2 separate regions of the Pan troglodytes genome follow, and region 2 is linked to region 1. A link is a contact called in public Hi-C data. All regions are on one chromosome and are shown on one strand. The core of a region is the stretch at or near the end of the contact, and the rest is flanking DNA. Distances in the headings are between cores, read along the strand shown. Region 1 has its middle 130 kb from the start of SLC30A10. Region 2 has its middle 280 kb from the start of SLC30A10.

Evidence for each region. A called contact is a pair of places that touch in the nucleus more often than the background predicts.
Region 2: a Hi-C map of stem cell-derived neural progenitor cells shows a contact between it and region 1, with 3 times the contacts expected there. The contact joins two enhancer-like sites. A contact is called at or near these places in 3 of 7 Hi-C or Micro-C datasets (induced pluripotent stem cells and stem cell-derived neural progenitor cells) and 1 of 1 other capture datasets (stem cell-derived neural stem cells).

What each region holds. Positions count from the first base shown.
Region 1 is chr1:29,305,007-29,309,519 of NHGRI_mPanTro3-v2.0_pri, reverse strand. No RefSeq gene overlaps it. Among named protein-coding and RNA genes, the nearest start is that of SLC30A10, 130 kb to the right of the region's middle. Within about 2 kb of position 2,504, at least 2 of the 24 cell types and tissues checked have an H3K27ac peak or open chromatin away from gene starts, as enhancers often do. A contact at or near this core is called in stem cell-derived neural progenitor cells, where this site is marked.
Region 2 is chr1:29,455,878-29,460,390 of NHGRI_mPanTro3-v2.0_pri, reverse strand. No RefSeq gene overlaps it. Among named protein-coding and RNA genes, the nearest start is that of SLC30A10, 280 kb to the right of the region's middle. Within about 2 kb of position 1,985, at least 8 of the 24 cell types and tissues checked have an H3K27ac peak or open chromatin away from gene starts, as enhancers often do. A contact at or near this core is called in stem cell-derived neural progenitor cells, where this site is marked.

The sequences.
Region 1 (4,513 bases), core at 1,255-3,754:
TATATTAATCAAAACATGTAACTATAAATGAAAATAAACTTTATAAATAAAATTCACATCAGTTACACTAATTTAATGTGCCTGATAATGTCATTGTGCTGAAACGAAGTCATGAATGAATCCGCAGTACAGGTTCTTTTGCTATCCCAAGCCTGTAGCACTGGGCACTATGTGGTGTCTGAATACTCCAGGTCCTTTTCTATGTTTGAATTACTGCAAAGCCTTCTCTCACACAGCTTTCTGGGATGTCATTTGGCTCACTTGGTGCAAACACATCACACAGTTATCAACTGAAACTCGAGGCTCCCTAGTAAATATTAAAAAGTTAACTTTACCAGAGCCCAGGTCTTCTTGTTCAATCCCTCCCTCTCCCTCACATTGCTCCCTGGAGACCCCACCCTGTCCAGGCGTAGCTGGATTCCTCATCCTGGCAGCTAAGTCAATCTTTCCCAAGAGAACAAGGCATTCAGCCTCCTACACACAAGGGTTGCTGGCCAAAAGAAAGCTGATTCGTTATTGGAGATGAGAGAGCAACACACCCAACCCTGCCATATGTTGGAAAATCCAATAAAAGAGTAAATAATATCTTCCCTGATTCTTTCTAATAATCAGAATAACCAATGGCCACCATCACTGTGTAACTTCCAATTATCTGGAAATTGCAGCCTGGAACAGCTAGCCCTGGTAAGCTCCACATTCACACTAAGAAGCCTGTGATAGGTGTGAAAACCTCAGCACATCTACTGGGTCCCCTTTCCTGCCTGGAAAGCCACAGGGCATCTAAAGGCATGTCAGCCATACAAGGCACTGTGAGGCTGCTCTGAAGTTGTATTTAACCTCCATGCACCTCTGCAATCATACTGTCCTAGCAGAGACACTTGCAAAGCCTCAGACACACAATACATTTGTGATAATGGCCATTTCCAAAGGCTGGCTTACTTGTTGCATTTCTATATGTGGAGTGTGATTAAAACTTGTGCTTAAATCTGATTCTTTTCTTCCTTTGTTTCCCTTGGCTCAAATGATCATCAGTGAAGCAGTAAAGCAGTTTATGGGACTCCGCCACCTCCCAAGATAAAATTATAAATCAGAGCTAATTTGTTCAGATGCATTAATGGATGATTGACTCATAATGAGTTAAAATGTGGGAAGGGCAGCATCAGACCTTGGTGACACACCAAGCCACCCTGGTTGGTTCTATTCTCACTCCCAAGGGAGAACACTACAGGACTGGGGCTCCCAAAGCTGCGTTGTTAGATCCTCAAACCAAATAAGAATGATTGTTTCCCTGAAAAATCTGCTGCCATTCTTGGGATGTTCAGGCACCTCCTGTAAGGCTCATCCTCACTGTGGAAAGTTATTGAATGTGGTGAAGTCAATTACAAAAAAGAAGGATGATCACAGTCAATAACAGCTGACACGTCCCTCATGTGCCAGGCATTACCCTTGATCTTTAGCCAACTGTCTCCTATTTTGTATTCATTTTTCAAATAAACAGCTGGGGCTTAGGAAGGTGAGGCACCTTGCCTGCCCTCCTAGGTAGGTAAGTGAGGAAGCTGGCTCACTCTAACCCCAAAGCCCCACTCTTGACCACTAACTGCACCATTCTTCACTGAGCACAGTGGGTTTGCACAGTTCCACGCTTCTCTGGCATTTTTGAATCCTATGAGAACTTTAAATCCCTTTCACCTGCTCATTTCTAATTAAATGAAAAACAAGCCTCCTTGTATATATATTTTTATATTTCTTTGGAAACATCTTTTTTACATTTACAGCCAAGAGTGGTCTGAGCCCCAGTATGTGCCAAATGAGGTATGTCTTCTCTTCCCTTTGTACATCATGCTAACATTTGCTTATTTCAGTAAGTGCAATGACTAATCATGTGGCTGTTATGCTTACTCTTTCATACTGGTAGTTTTAGCCAAAATATTATTTAACCTGTAATCCTGAGAGCAGGGACCATATCCTCCCTAATGCCTATCCTGATTCTTGGAACAAAAACCTGTATAAACGAATAAAGGAAGGGAGGGAGCAAAAAAGAAGGGAGAGAAATGCTTAGAATTCCACAGTTCCTTCAATGCCAGGTATAAAGATACACAGTAGCTGCCCTGCAAGAGCTCTAGTCAAATGAGGGAAGCAGACTTGGAAACAAATAATAAGAACACAACCAGAGAAAGACTATCAGGTCAGTGCAGAGTAGTATGAGAGCAAGGATGAGGGGATCTGGAAGGTTTCTCAGCGGAGTGACATTTGGCATTGAAGAAAGCGTGGCATTAGGCGTTGGAACCAACCCCTGGGAAAAGTTGGAAGGAAGACAGGCAGGTGCTTGATGGGCAATACCCATTTCTACAGAGGAGAAAAAGATTCAGAGAGGTCAGCCGACTAGCCAAAGATTGCAGCTTATAAATCTTGGACCCAGCAGTCTGCTGCTCTCCTCTGGATGGTCTGGCTAGCAAGCTGGTCACTTAATACATGCCCCTCTATTGTTCTTGAGAGTTGCCAGGTTTTGCAGATCATCTGATGATTTGGCCTCTAGGTGAACAAAGAGGAGTTTGTTTCCGTGGCGGGTCCTCTTCTCATTCTTTAGACTCTCTTGCCCTCTTGTGGTTATGCAGAGCTACAGCCACCTGAGCTGTCTTCATACATCAGAGAGAAAACATCTAATAATGAGTGCTGGATTGCAGCCTGATCCCTTCCCAGTTCCAAAACAACACAAAACAACTCTTGAGCCAAGAATCTTTTAAAAATATTTATCAAAGAATACACTCATGGTTTTAAATGATCATGCATATTTTAAACAGCAAAAGGTCCAAATGGAGGTAGGAGGAAGTAAGAGGAGGAGGCATGAGTATATGAAATTCTATTTTTATACACAGAGGTAGTGCATGCAGGTTTAGAAAGCCCAACTCAAAATTAGTAGAATGTCAATAAATGTAAAAACTAAGGCACAGAGTGGTAGGGAAAGGATTGCCTTAGACAAAGCTACCATTTTAAGTTCTGGACCCCAGTTGAATTGTCCACCTGGCGAGAGTTTTGCAGGGTGGAAACAATGCCTTCAGCCAGTTATGAAATAAGCAAAAGTCTGTTCCCTGAGAGGAGACATCTGCATGAAACCTACAGGCATGTGGGAACCAGATCTTAACCTTGGTTTCAATGCAAGTATTTGAGAAATGACTGCAAACAGCAGTAACTACCAGTTTTGTCTTTTATTATTCAGCTTTCTTGTTAACTTCAGAGGAGTGGAAATGTGAAATGGACATCGCCCCATCCCAGCAGAGGAAAACATAACATACAGCTAACAGAGACAAAGACTTTCTATTGCCAGGAACAATGGCCAACACTCATCACTCTTGGTAAAGACAGTAGGAAACTGGGATTCAAACACACAGTGAAGAATTTCAGTTAGATGCAAGGAAGAAATTTCCACAGGGACTGTGAGTGATAATGTGGTATGTTGCAAAGAAAACTGAACTTAAAATATAGAACACTGGATTTTAGTTCCTGCTCTGCCACAAACCAGCCATGTGACCTTGTGAGAGGCATTTTACTATTCTGGATCTCAGTCCCCTCAACTGCTAAAAGAATATCACAATAAATCTCTAATTTTCCATTCAACCCTAAATGTTTATAAGCCAAAGTTTCTATGATGCTTCCCTTTGGAGGCTGTCAAAGAAAGAGAGAATATTTCAAGCTATTTCCATTTGTTTGGACACAGATGTGGTTGGAACAAGGAGATAACTTAAATGGCTTCTTCAGATAGCCTTCTCTTCCAAAGTGTAGGGAATTTGGGGATGCTTGCCAAAATAGATTGTTAGCCTAATTAATTGATTTTAACACCTCAATGTTTTAAACCTTAATGATCATCTTCCAGAAAATAGAGCAAAAATTCAAAGCAATGGAAAGGGGAAAAAACACATAACAAAATCTAAGGTACAACCCAAGGAGTTTAGTATCCATAGATAAATTCAGAGAGAACACAGAAAACAGATGAGTTGAATCATCAGCTAAATAATTCACCAAAAGAGAAAAAATAAGTCCCAAACTAGAAGGCACAAATTTCTGATGGAAAGTATACATTTTCATCAAGTGCTCACCCAGCACAATAGAGGAAGATGGAAAGAGACACAAAATAAGGTATATCATTGTGAAATTTAAAAAAAAAAGGAAATTCCCAGAAAAATATTCTTGGGAGACCACAAGCTGATAGCTCTGAAGCAGACACAGAGAGCAATCAGTTCAAACTGAAACAGGTCGAAAGAGATCTAAATGAGACTTCTTCAGCAAAGTACATGTAATAGAACACATTAGGTACTCCAACAGACTGAAAGAAGATTTTGACAATTGATAAAAATGGTTGAGGTCGAATTGGTAATATGTAAATAGAAACTGAAGCAAACCGATAATTAAGACAAGTTTATGAAGTCTAGAAAAAAACAAAACGTTGTGCAAGAAAGAAAAAGTACTTGCCACCATTATAGCCCAGTCCCTCTGTTTTGCATTTATTTTGTAACCA
Region 2 (4,513 bases), core at 736-3,235, 150 kb before region 1:
AGAATCAAAGATTAAACAATGAATGGAAAAACAGGGCTTCTAACCACATCACATACTATTCCACCACCACCATCATCACCACCCTTTCCCGTGAACACGTTCTCCCAAATGCAACAATGCCTATGTAAGCATAAATATGATTCTGTATGGCTCTGATTCAACTAAGCACTTTGCCACACTGCTGCTGGTTCTCACTGAGTAATGTCACAGAACTATATATTGCACTGCCCTAGCACATGTTTTTCAGAAGTGACTCAAATAGAAAGTGGCATTAGTATTAACATACAAAAACATTCTTTTTTTGAAACTCAGAATGCTGGATCTAAGAAATGGCCACTTTAAGCTTGCACTAAATCTGAGTTTTGATGCTTAGCACATTCATGCTTAACGATCTGAACAATAAGTAGTGTGTCTCCCAACTGGTGCAGCTCATTCCCAGCAGCCTAGGTAAAGCTGGTGGTGAGCATCCAGTCATTAGAGCTGGAAATGGACTCAGCACCTAGCATGAGCCAAATTGTGACTTCATGCAGGGCTATTTCTTTTTTCTTTTCTTTTCTTTTTTTTTTTTTTTTTTGGTTTGTTTGTTTCTATAGCTGTTCTGCTGCATTAAAGAGGAAAAAATTAATATGAACATTCAGTTCAACAACTGCCTTTGAGCACCTCTTATTGCAAAAGCCCCATGCAAAGTAGGCACTGTGGAGATAAATAGATTTTAAAATATGCCCCCAAGGAAACTATGAAATTGCTGGCACAAATATTTAAGGGAAAATGGGCCACACTGACATTCCAGAATAAAACTGGTGAGCATTTCACTTATTAGGTAAAAGAGAAAACTCTTACTCATATTGAAATAATGTTTTGGTCTTCTTCTGAAACATGATATACTTTCCTATATTTGACAAAACTGACTTATCCACTTATGCCTGCTGTTTAGGGAGCCCCTACTGAGAACTGAGAAGTTTCTGTCCTGAAGTCACCAGCTGAGAGGGCTGTTGCTAAACTCTCCCCACATTCTGTCTCCCAATGGCGTCATAGTCTTTGAACACAATGTAAACACATGCTTAATTTTAAGATTGGCTTATTATCTACATTCAATATCTCTGTTTATCAGAGCCCCCCTTAGTCTCTACATCTGTCTACTTATTCCAAACCTTAGTACAACCTTGCCCATTGCTGAGGATGATAAACGTGACACAGATTGTCATTTTCCTTTTTATTCTAATGAGCAATCTGGCTCTCATTAGGGCCAATTAAATTAGAACATCCCCCCCAAAAAAGAATATTTAACGTTTATTCTGAGAACAAAAGAGAAAATGCAAGTGTAATCTGTCAGTTTATCAGGCAATATTTTTAACTTAATATTAAGAAATTGCTGTGAACTCATAAATAAACCATTAGCAAAAAGAAAACTGCTAATTAAGGTATAATCTAATCTGCTCGTCTCCATTTTGATCATAGGGTAAAAGTTCAATGAACTTTTTGATCGATACACCACAGAGATAGAAGTGAAATAGTCAAGACTTTTAATCAGGTAATTCACACTCCAGGAAGAAGAGAGGAAAAAAACACTTTGCCTCAATTCCCTCAAAATTTTGCACTAAAAATCTTGCTTTGGGGTGACTTAACCTCTCACTTATAATTTTACAAACGACATAACCTGAGCGCTTAGAGACCATTTAGCCCAATTCCCTCATTTCAAAAATGAAGAACAGGAATACAAAGACTAAGGGAGGCCCCTGGGGGCAGCGCTGGGCTGAGAACCAGGTGTCCCGACGTCAGTTCCTCCCACCTCACCTCCCTTACAAAAAAAGGGGGTGAGGAGGATACCCCTGTTGCACACAGGAGGTGGGGCGCTGCTTAACTTTTGTTAGCACCATCCGTGGGGGTGCTTGGGAAGTTTCACTCCCTCTGAGCGTGGTGACGTCATGCGAGCCAGGGGTTTTCCTAAAGGCAGCCTATGGCGCTGGCCAACGGGACCAAATCTCGGAGGGCCAAATTGAGGGAGTGTGAAGTGGGGGATGTGGCTGGAGAAGAGAAGGTGATACTAGGCCAGGACAGCTGCAAAATGACTGACAACGAGAATGAGAATATGGGTTCCTCTCTTGAGTCCCCAGAATTTTTTTCAAGTTCTTCAGCTGCATACATTTGGCTCTCTGGCGCCCTTTGTTTTCTGGCTGATGATCCTTTTATTTTTCCTGTCCTACATTTAAAAAAGAGAAGGAAAGAAGCGGGGAAGTCGGTTCCAACTACTCCTCGCAGCCAGTCCTGGAGCGCCCTCTGCCGTGTACATGGGAGCTCTTTGTCTTAACCTTGCAAGCGCTTACTCCTGGGTGTTGCTTTCCGCTATCAACAGAAGGTTATGGCGACATCTACAGAAGGTTATGGCGACATCTTTGCTTCTGTCTGCTGCTCAGGAAAAGCTTGGAAAATACAAAATTAGGTTGATAAAATTTGTTTCCTGTAGGAGTGTCTCCTAATTCAAGTGGAATGTCGCTCACCAGTGGGCTTAAATAAACTCTTATTCTTAAACATCCACTTTATCATGAAAATGGCACTATTTATTCCACTGGCAATATCTTGTGTCGAAATCTAAACAGTATTTCTTCTCTAATGGGAGTGAGACAGAAAGTCCTGCCAATCAAGCAGGAAAAAGAAGCCTGCATTAGACAGCAGGCCTCTATTTCAAGGGATAAAAACCCATATTCATTCACCCAGGACTGCCGCAACTTTAAAAAACAACGTCAAAAGGAAAAGAAGGCATTGTTGCAAAAAAAGTTCTCTGGTGTTTGTTTCATTCTTTTTTCTCTTATTTTCTTCTCTTAAAGAAAAAAATAAAAGCTGGTATAATTCCTGCTTTGCTTAAAGGCTAATGTGTATTTACAGAAGCATCCAAGCCATGAATCGCTTTGAATTGAATCGCTCTTAGATGTACAATAGGCCTACTGTGTTGCAAAGAGTCTGGCCACCCATCATGACCCCCTATTCAGTCGACCGTCCATTAATCTAAACACAGGCTCTCTCAGAGACATCCAGAAGCCCAACAATGGTTTACATTTTTTGGATGTTACCTTCCGGTTACTGTACCTAAGTGGGGAAATGTTGCTGAGAGATATTCCAATTTGACTCCCAAACGGGTTTTAAGCAAGTTACCATCCACTTGCCCTAAGCACAAAAGAACAGGTTTTCTTTTCCTCTGCCAAGTATCAATTTTTATATCAGATAGATGTCAATTATTGCTAAAAAGCTGATACAATAATAATGGAGCAGCACACAGTGGGCAGAGTCCCACTGCAGTGAAATTGGATGAGGATTTGGTTTGATTATGTAACTTTTTAGAGCAGCATAGTTTCTGCTAATAGCATGATAAATAAACAGCATCTATAGAATGTCTGAAGAATGACAATTTTAAAAAGAAAGAAAAAACAAAGGTGACCCTTGAATGTCTCTGACAACTAATCAATTTCTGACTACCTTTTTAGTCCCTTCCCTTTACCTCACCAACAACTGCATGTCACCAAACAAGGTTTCCCAAAGAATCTCCTTCTTTCCCCTGCTGGATCAGGTGAATCATAGAATCCACCATACAACTGACAAAAAGTTTTGTTCTACCGTAAAGCAATGTAAAGATTAAATGTAAAGCAATGGCCAGATTTCACTTGGAACTTTCTTCTTGTTCAGATTCACTGTAAAATCCCCTTGGTTTAAAACAATGCAAGGTATACATCCATACCACCCTGAACGCACCCGATCTCGTCTAAAACAATGCAAGAAGAAAATCACGTATTCTGCTGGAAATTCATTTATTTATCTGTACTATAAGACCATTGACTATTCCCTCACTATTTCCATAGTTTTATTAATGCTACAGAAAGAGAAAGTAACATTTTTCCCCAAGATCCCTTCTCATTTTATGGAGTAGATATTTTGAGGCATTACCTAAGTACTCCCAAGCATCCAAATATCCAAATCTAAAATATCTAAAATATCCCAAATATCTAAACACCTCAGATGGGTAAAAGCCTACCTTTTTTGGGAGATATTCATAAGAGGAAGAGGGAGAGAGCTCACATCCTTATTTTTAACTCATTGCTGTGTCTAAATATCCCCACTACCAGCATCTAAGCTGAATTCTCCCTAGAAATGCTCAGTGCTGGTTATCAGAAGAGAATATGACATAATGATTAACTAGCACAGTATTGACTGTTTCTACTTATCACCACCATGACAAACTGCAAGATCGAACCTCTACTCCATCCCTCATTTTTGTCCACACGAAATCAGAAACCAATTTGACCCATTTATTCACTGAAATGCTTTAATTAGATGGTCTCAGGTACTCTCCAGAAATTACTTTCACTTTCTAACTTCATCACCCACAACTTTTCGCCAGCCACCACCCCTTTAAAGAGACCTCCAACCCAGGTGCTTATTAAAATAGGAGAAGCCCAAGCTCCACCTAGACCTACTAAATTAGAAACTCTGAGATGGAGGCCCAGGAATCTGCATTTACTAA